Linked DNA regions of Macaca mulatta: region 1 is linked to region 2. Evidence: chromatin contacts called from public Hi-C data. All regions are on one chromosome and are shown on one strand. The core of a region is the stretch at or near the end of the contact, and the rest is flanking DNA. Distances in the headings are between cores, read along the strand shown.

Region 1 (4,226 bases), core at 711-3,210, 520 kb after region 2:
AGGGGGGCGGTGGTCTCACTAATTTGGCCAGGCTGGTCTCGAACTCCTGAGCTCAAGCGATCCACCTGCCTCAGCCTCCCAAAGTGCTGGGATTACAGGCATGTGCCACAGTGCCCAGCCCCTATCTTTCTCTTAATGGGATACTTGTGTTACACTTAGGGCCCACCCTGATAATCTAGGATAATCTCATTTCAGAATCTTTAGTCACATCTGCAAAGTCTTCGAATGTAGGTAGCAGTCACAGATTCCAAGCATTAGTACTGAATTCCTGTGGCGACCATTATTCTGCCTGCTCCCAGCCCCCAGAGGACACAGAGTTTAAGAGGGGCCTGCCTTCAGTCAGCCTGTGGGCATGAGCCTCATACATCCACTCAGCACATCCTGGGAGGGGACCTGGACTCCTCACCCCCCACAAGGCCAGAACCCCCTGTCTGCCAGGAACCCCAGAGAGGGGGAAGCAGGCTGTGCAATGGGGGCGGTAGGATGTGGAAACCACAGAAGTGGTTAGGACAGAATTCTGGAGTTAAGCATCCCAGAGATGAGGAGTCAGAGAGGCCCTTCCCCTATCTGGATGCTGCCTCTATGTCTGATTTGAATTCTCCTTTCATTCCTCCATTTAGCAGACACTCAGACCAGAGCCAGGCTCGGTACCAGGCTCTGGAGAGCTTGTCCATGTCCTCAAAGAGCTTGCAGTCTAAACCTAGGAGTGATAATGGCCAGCACCAGGGTCTCCAGGAGGCTGGAGGAGCAGGAGACTCTTCTCTTTCCAGAGCGGGCAATGTAGGCCCAGGAAAGGGGACTGGTTTTGTCTGGAGTTGGGCTGAAGCCACTTTAGCATGAGGGTTTTGCCTTTCCTCAATCCCCCGACCCCAGAGCCTTCCTGTGCCTTCCTGTGATTTTGTCATTCTTGTCTCGTTTCCTCTTGGTATTTTCAAAGTACAATAACGACTGTTCACCTTCCCTTAGAAGGGCTGGCACAGAAAGTGATTCATCCCAAACCGTGCACCTGCTCTATCTGTACAGTTGGCGGGTGGTGAGCCAAGGAACAGGACCCCCGGAGTCAGGCGGCATTTTACTCAAATGCTGAGCACTCGTTCCAAGTTTGAGTAAGGTATAACAATGAGTGGCCAGTCCTGCCTTCCCACAGCTCAAGTGCGGCAAGCACCGTCCTTAAAACAGAAGAGCTGGCTGGGCGCGGTGGCTCATGCCTGTAATCCTAGTACTTTGGGAAGCCGAGGCGGAAGGATCACTGGAGCTCGGGCGTTCGTGACCAGCCTAGGCAAACATAGTGAGATCTCGTCTCTATTTAAATAAAATAGAAAATCTATTTAAGACAAACAACAGAAGAGCTGTCGTGAAACTTGGGTGCTCTGGGTAAAGCTTGGGAAGAGGCAGGGCCTCCCAGCATGTCTGGAATCCCAAAATTAGCAACCTGTTTCCTTGTCTGTAAAATGGGTGTTGACATGGTCGGCTAAGAGGACAACAGCACCGGTGCCGGGTGTTGAGCAAGCCCTCGACAGCCTCACCGAGAGCGCACCAAGGGCCACCCGCGCGCTGCTGCTCCGGGGACTCCCACCTTTCCCTCGGACGCCGGCCTGGTGAGCCAGCCTGCGGGCGCGCGTGGGGGCGCTCGGAGCGGTCTCAGGAGCTCTGAGCCTCCAGATCTGGAGTCCAGTGCCCTGCCGAGCCCGAGCCCCAGCACAGCCTCCCGTCGCGTCTTCCCGCGGCCTGGGGGTCCCCGCCCGCTCAGCGCCTCCCACGCGCGGACTCCTAGGCTGAGCGTGCCGGGCAGCTGGGCCCACGCGAGGGCGGGGCGAGCCGGGGCTTTGTGTTCAAACCGGCCAATGGGTGGCGGCGGTGGGCGGCAACGGCCGGCAGGGCCTGGCCAATGGGCTGCGGCCTGTCAGCGTTGACTGACAGGCGCACACATACACAGTCGGCCACACGCGCGCCGCCCGGCCCCACTCGCGCAGCGCGGGCCTCCGCCGGCCGCATTGTCCGCCCGCCTGCGTCGTCCCGCGTCGCCGCTCTTCGCGTGCCCGCGCGCCCCGGGCCCGGCCGCCGTCTCGCCCTGCGCGGAGCACCGCCCGCGGGATCCCCACGCGGAAAGGGGGCGCGCCCCGGCGGCGGGCGGGCCTCGAACGCCCCCGGCCGGGTTAGGAGCCGCCGCGGCAGCAGGTGAGTGCGGGCGAGCGCAGGAGAGGGTGAGGGGCAGCGGGCTGGCCTGACCCCGGGTCACCGTCGGGCCGCTTGGGCGGGGCCGCCCGACCAGGCCTGCTTCCTCCTCTCCGGGCCGCGCTGGGCCGGCTCCAGTCCCCACCCGGGTCCGCGGCCCGCGCCGTGACTCACCTCCCGGCCCCCGCCGCGCCCGCCGCGCCACTGGTCAGCCGGGAGGGCGGTGTCTGCGGGCGAGACTTCCCGGGCAGCCTCCCGGGAGGAGGAGGGCAAAGGCCGGCTGCCCCAACCCGGCCCCGGGCAGCGTCTACGGGTTTTGTGCCAGACAAGCCGTTTCCAGGGACAGGCAGTTCCCAGCCTCTGCCTGTCAGAACTCAGGGCCTCGGAGGAAGGCCTGTTTTGTTCAGTTCTAAAACAAAACAAAACAAAACAAAACAAAGCAATGGGGGCCGCGGTGTGACTTACAGAGCCTTGAAGGCGCGCCTTTGGTGACGATTTCTGCAGGTTCGGCCTGTGGGAATGAAGGCAGGGGGAGTTAGCACCGGCCATTTGGCACGTCCCACAAGGGCGTGTGGCCTGACTGTGCCCAGGGAGTGGAAATGTCACGAGGAAGATGCCCCAGATCTGGGTTAAGTCTGAAGATGGATGGAGATGTTTGTGATGGGGAAGGGCGGAATTGAGAAAAGCATGTCGCCCAGCTGAGAAGTGGGGAAGGATGCTTTAGGTGAGCGTTTCTTAACTGATTGTTGGGGAGGAGGTGGGGCGGGGGTGGTGTCTGTTCTGATGCCCAGTAGTAGATTTCAGCTCCTAGAGGCTCACTTCTTGTTTTGGAGAATGGGGCCTCGACCTTTTTCATCTTGTGAAACCCAGACTCAGTGGTAAGCTGTTTTGTGATGCCAGGATACCTCAGGAGAGACTAAGAGGCATCTCTGGGAGTTCTGGCAGGGCAGAGGCGGGTGCTGACAGTTTCAGCACTCCCCACTCAACCCCCATCAGAATATTTAGTTCTTCCCAGCAGCAGCTTGGGTATGGTATAAACATGTCGCCTTGTTTCTGCCCTGGGCAAAGGTGTCACCTCCTTCAGCAGGACAGGGGCTAAGAGGAGTCCCTGTGTGGGCAGCTGGAGGCTTCAGGTAGGGGTGGCACAGGCCAGGGCAGGGAGGGGGGAGGGGGGATTACCTTATAAGGACAGGAATAGACACAAGGACCCAGGCCAACTTCCTGCTTTTCCTACTACCAATCGGTCCCTTTTCCAACACCAGCTAAAAGTAGGGGGGGATGCCAGATGGGCATCTGACCTGGGAAGACGCCAAGAAGGCCAGGACATGAGGCTGCTTGTGTTTCAGAGGAGGACTTTCTAGCTGGACTAACCAGACCTTCGGGTTTCTGCAGCCTGGGTTGGGAAGTGTACTTCTATACCTGCCACGCAACCCAGAGAACGGGTCATTTAAGTATCAACCAGGAATATCAGAAGTGATCAAAAGTCACAAGCAAGTGCTAGGAATTCTCAAGTGACTTTGTCATACAGGCCAGCGGAGGCACTAACGTTGAGACTCCTCATGTTGGCAGTCGAGGACTTTGAATTTGGGTGTCTAGACCTTAGCGGTTCATTAATCTGCCTCCAGTCACAGAATGCCACCTTTTGCCAGATCTTTGCACTCTGGCTTTCTTTGTCCTCATTATCAATTCCAGAGCCTTGATCTCTGCCCCACGTGGTGACCGGCACTGACTGTAACTCATGCTGCCCTCCTCCTCCCTATTTTGTTAGTTTGCTACCAGATATTTGTTGTGTAACAAGTTTGTATACAGCCTTGTTTTGCACATGTGTGGGGCTAAAAAAGATTCTAGAATCTTCAATACATTCCTGAAACAACTGGAAAACTTTATGGCTGAGTAGAAAGACCCAGGCCCTACAGCCTGTCAGAGCTGAGCCCAAACCCTGGCTTTGTCACTTACAGGCTGGGGACTGTACGCAACTTACCCATTGCCTCAATGTCCAGGTTCTTCCCTTGTAAATGGGAGTCATGATACCTACCTTGCTTCTAATAATC
Region 2 (4,617 bases), core at 280-2,779:
TCGCTCTGTAGCCCAGGCTGGAATGCACTGGCAATCTCAGCTCACTGCAACCTCCGCCTCCTGGGTTCAAGCGATTCTCTCGCCTCAGCCTCCCAAGTAGCTGGGATTAAAGACGCACACCATCGTGCCGGGCTAATTTTTGTATTTTTGATAGAGACGGGGTTTCGCCAGGTTGGCCAGGCTGGTTTAGAACTCCTGACCTCAGGTGATCCGCCTGCCTCAGCCTCCCAAATTGTTGGGATTATGGCCGAGAGAATGTTTTTTAAACCACGGTGGGAGCGAAGGCCAGGCCCAGAATAAAAGATGACAGGGTGGGACGGAGGAAGCAGAAGGTGATATGAGAGCGTGTGCTAGGGTTCAGCCATGAGGCTGAAGTAGACGGTTAGGAGAGCGTCTTCCGTGGCCGCTGAAGTTGATGCTTAATTCCGAGGAAACGACGAGGGATCCTTGTAAAGTAACGAGATACTTGATTCTTAGATTTGTAGGGGGCCGGGCGCGGTGGCTCACGCCTGTAATCCCAGCACTTTGGGAGGCCGAGGCGGGCGGATCACGAGGTCAGGAGTTCAAGACCAGCCTGGCCAACATGGTGAAATCCCGTCTCTACTAAAAATACAAAAAAAAAAAAAAAAAAAAAAATTTAGCCGGACGCATTCCTGTAATCCCAGCTACTCGGGAGGCTGAGGCAAGAGAATTGCTTGAACCGTGACCCCGGAAGCGGAGGTTGCAGTGAGCCGAGATCGCGCCACTGTACTCCAGCCTGCGCGACAGAGCGAGACTCCGTCTCAAAAAAAAAAAAAAAAAAAAAAAAAAAAAAGATTCGTAAGGGAGGAGCCTGTAGGCAGGGAAACGGTCAGGACCCGAGTTACCCTGGAGCCCAAGCGGAGATCAGCGAAAGTCCTTGTTGATGCAGAGGTCTGGAAGGCGTGGGGCTCAGGGAGGCTGGGCAGCTGGACTCGGCATGACCCGAGGTCGTGAGGCCGTTCCGCAGGCTTGGGACGCTCCTGAGACTCTCAGAATCAAGTGCAGGCCACTGCATTAGCATGGGAGAAATGGTAGAGACAGGGCTTGAGGGAAGGATGCCCGAGATTAAAGGTATTAAAGGCAAGTTGGTGTCGCGGCAAAACCAGCGTCGGAGCCAGGAAACAAGGGTTTCAGTCTTTCCTCGCCAATTCCAGAGATAGCTGCATATCACAGGAAGAAAAGCGACGCAGCCATTTTTCTTCATTATTATCAAATTTGGCTGCTGCCGGACGCCGTAGAGTTGTGGCACACCAAACCCTCAGCCCGCTTCTCCGTGGCTTTTCATTAAGTTTGAACCCGACCCCTCGCCGTAGAGTGTCTAATTTCGGTCCCAGAAGCTGACGTCCACCTCGGAACGAAAGTTAGGCGCGGAAGAGCATGCGTAGAAATGGCGCTCGGTACGTGCCCCCCGACCCGACGTCTGCCGCGGGGGCGCGCTCGCACGCCGGAAGGGGCGGAGCCAGATCTGACTTTATATAGCGGACACCGACAACAAGTCGACCTCTACCGGCGGGATTTGATGGCGTGATGGTATGTACTGTAATGGCGTCCGATTCATTGTCACCGGCGTCGGCACGGCTGAATCCGCGACGCATCGCCGCCATCCCAGCTTGGCCGGCGCCGGGGCTTGCTCTAGGGGCACAGGCGACCCAGCGGGGGCCTCAGTCAGGCCTATTTTCTGGAAAGTCGAGAGGCTTGTGGAGAAGAGCGCTTGGAGGACTGGCTTTGGGCCTGCAGGTCGGCCAGAGACAGGCCGTAAGGGTGGGAGCAGGCTTGGAGGCCCGGCATTTTTAAAGCCATGAGTCATTGCTGAGTTTCGATCTCACCAACTCCATCATTAGTTGGGATTAGGGCCCATAAGCAGCTTGTCTGGATAGGAGGACCTTGGGTGGGGGTTCTCGGCACCGTTCTCATTGGGAGGTAAAGAAGCTTGCGGGAGGAGAATGTTGTGGAGTCCTCTTGAAATATCTGGGACCGCTTGTGCACTCCGAAGGCCTCTGGAGCTCCCAGAAGCCACAGATGATGAACTTATTGACGGGCGGACAGAAACTGTGTGCTGATTGTCATGTTCTGATTTGGCTCTGCCGAGTTCTCTGGCCTACGTGTATCGGTGTAGTTAGTGTCCGGGCGCTAGAGGCAGCCCATAGCGTAGTATTGGCTAGTTGCTACCCAGCATTTATTTGTCCCTGGAGTGCCTTTCTTTAGTGGTCAAAACCTTGCTAATTGGCACATAAAGCTGCCTGTTGAGCAGTTTTTAGTGTCACTAAGTGTATTTTTGTGTGGTGTTAGAGAAAAAAACGGATGGCTCGTTTTCTTACAGGTTGAGAGGATTTGAAATTAGATTCAGCTTAAATTTTGTTGAATACAAAAACATTCTTGACATGTGCGAGCCTGGAGGAGATAATTATCTTTTTACTCGGTTTGCTGGGTGTCTGGTGCTGACGGTGATTTTTTCCCCCCCCCAGTCTCACAGAAAGTTCTCGGCTCCCAGACATGGGTCGCTCGGCTTCCTGCCTCGGAAGCGCAGCAGCAGGCATCGCGGGAAGGTTAAGAGCTTCCCTAAAGATGATCCGTCTAAGCCGGTCCACCTCACAGCCTTCCTGGGATACAAGGCTGGCATGACCCACATCGTGCGGGAAGTCGACAGGCCAGGATCTAGTATGTACAGGCCTCCTGAAAGTTGGGGGATAGGAGTGGAGGGGGAGGGAAACTGGAGAGATGGAGTCAAGCTGTTAGCAGAGGGCAGACTTTTTTTTTTAAGCTGGAGTTACAGGTTGTCAGAACTTCTGTGACAGCGGACAACCTCAAGACTAATATTCCAAGGCTACAGATGGCCGGCACTGTTCGCTTTAGGTGCGGGAATATTCCAAGGCTACAGATGGCCGGCACTGTTTGCTTTAGGTGCGGAGTGGGGTATTGCTTTCAGAGCATAGTAAATTTGCCAGGAGCCTTAGCAAAGAGAAGTAACACTAGTATGGGGGGTTGGAGCTGCTGAGGCTGGAATAAGAAGTGCCTCATTCATGTTTTACTTGTTCACGTGCATTTCGCCTAAAAGCTTGAATAATGGCCACTTACCTGTGTGTTTTCTACTTAGAGATGTCTAACAGCACTGGTTGCTGAGCCATGGAGACATTAACGTTAGACAATTGATATTGACTCTAAACTGAGCTCAGAGCTATTTCTGTGTCCCAGTTATATTTAGGACACTTGAATTTTCCAGATAAATAGCAAATCTTGTCTGCCTCCAGAGGTTTCTGTAGAAGAGAATTGAAGCTGGACAGGTATTTGGTTATCTAGGGTCCTGATATTTTTTAAGTTAAAGAACATAAATGCACTTTGAATGAGAAGTAGGTAGTAAGGACAGCCCTGAGTGTCCAGACTGCAGGTGTGGGGCCCAGTTGCCCTTCCGGCCTAAATGGGCATTTTGCATTTTCCTAGAAAACATTACACCCCTTGCTTGGGCTCCTGCCAAGTCTGACTACTGCTTTCTTTGCAGAGGTGAACAAGAAGGAGGTGGTGGAGGCTGTAACCATTGTGGAGACGCCACCCATGGTGGTTGTGGGCATTGTGGGCTACGTGGAAACCCCTCGAGGCCTCCGGACCTTCAAGACTGTCTTCGCTGAGCACATCAGTGATGAATGCAAGAGGCGTTTCTATAAGAACTGGTGAGGGAGGAGGCCCTGCAGTCCCTAGCTTGGGAGCTGGAGAGCAGGGAGCAGTGTGTGCATGGTTTCTCAGCTCTGTAGCAGGCAGGGAGCTGCTGTCTCGGGTTTAGTTTGTCTCTTGAACAGAAAAATACCTGCGATCAGACTTTGGCCAGCCATCGGGCTTCAGCTGGGAGCTGACACCCTCATTCTGAGTCCAGGCTAGTGGGTGGTGGCTGAGGACCCAGTTGGTTGAGGAGTCCAACTAGAAACCATGAGAGGTAGCAGGATAATTCAACCCCTATAGGGGTGGCAAGGGCCTCTGGCCCTGGCTGGAGTGTCCCATTTCCTCCATCACTGAATGGGTGCTCCCCCAAGTCAGAAAGCTTGCTTTCTAGCACCCAGGAGCAAGAATTTTGTTTGAATGTTTGTAACTTAAATTAACCTTGTGGACCTCTGCTCAGCTCCGCTCGGCTCTGCCCGATGAGCTCCATCCAGGCTCCGCTTGCCGGTGGAAAAGGCTCCTTAGAAGCCGGCAATGAGCCCCATCCCCACGCGGTGCCAGTGTGTCTTCCGCTCACCCCTCGAGGGGTGATGAAGGCCTGCACCCGGCCCCCTCCCCAACTCTACTCTGCTCCTGAAGGCATAAATCTAAGAAGAAGGCCTTTACCAAGTACTGCAAGAAATGGCAGGATGAGGATGGCAAGAAGCAGCTGGAGAAGGACTTCAGCAGCATGAAGAAGTACTGCCAAGTCATCCGTGTCATTGCCCACACCCAGGTGAGTGCAGTTCCCCGGGGTGGCTTGGCCTGCCACTTAGTAAAAGTGACCTATGTGATCATAGGGGTCCTGTGCCCCCATGTGTGTGAGTAGGCTTCTCCCTTGCCAGCAGAGGGCACTGTGTCCTTACTGGCCCTTAGCAAGGGAACCACGCCCCTTTAAAATTCAACTGG

What was found. Hi-C and Micro-C count contacts between places; a contact is called where the count stands out from the background.
Region 1: a contact with region 2 is called in a Hi-C map of fetal cortex germinal zone, with 2.7 times the contacts expected there. The contact joins the promoter of SUN2 here to the promoter of RPL3 in region 2. A contact is called at or near these places in 2 of 14 Hi-C or Micro-C datasets (fetal cortex germinal zone and fetal cortical plate).

The regions. Positions count from the first base shown.
Region 1 is chr10:12,763,881-12,768,106 of T2T-MMU8v2.0, forward strand. It overlaps SUN2 (Sad1 and UNC84 domain containing 2), which reads left to right and starts at 1,961. Exons shown (of 18, transcript XR_013399019.1): 1 at 1,961-2,178. It also overlaps a transcript of GTPBP1 not described here.
Region 2 is chr10:12,240,081-12,244,697 of T2T-MMU8v2.0, forward strand. RPL3 (ribosomal protein L3) reads left to right here and starts at 1,530. Exons shown (of 10, transcript NM_001193554.1): 1 at 1,530-1,551; 2 at 2,487-2,679; 3 at 3,518-3,686; 4 at 4,309-4,444. The coding sequence starts at 1,549. It overlaps LOC114670668 (small nucleolar RNA SNORD43), which reads left to right and starts at 2,036; the gene lies at 2,036-2,099. LOC114670696 (small nucleolar RNA U82P) reads left to right here and starts at 4,254; the gene lies at 4,254-4,308.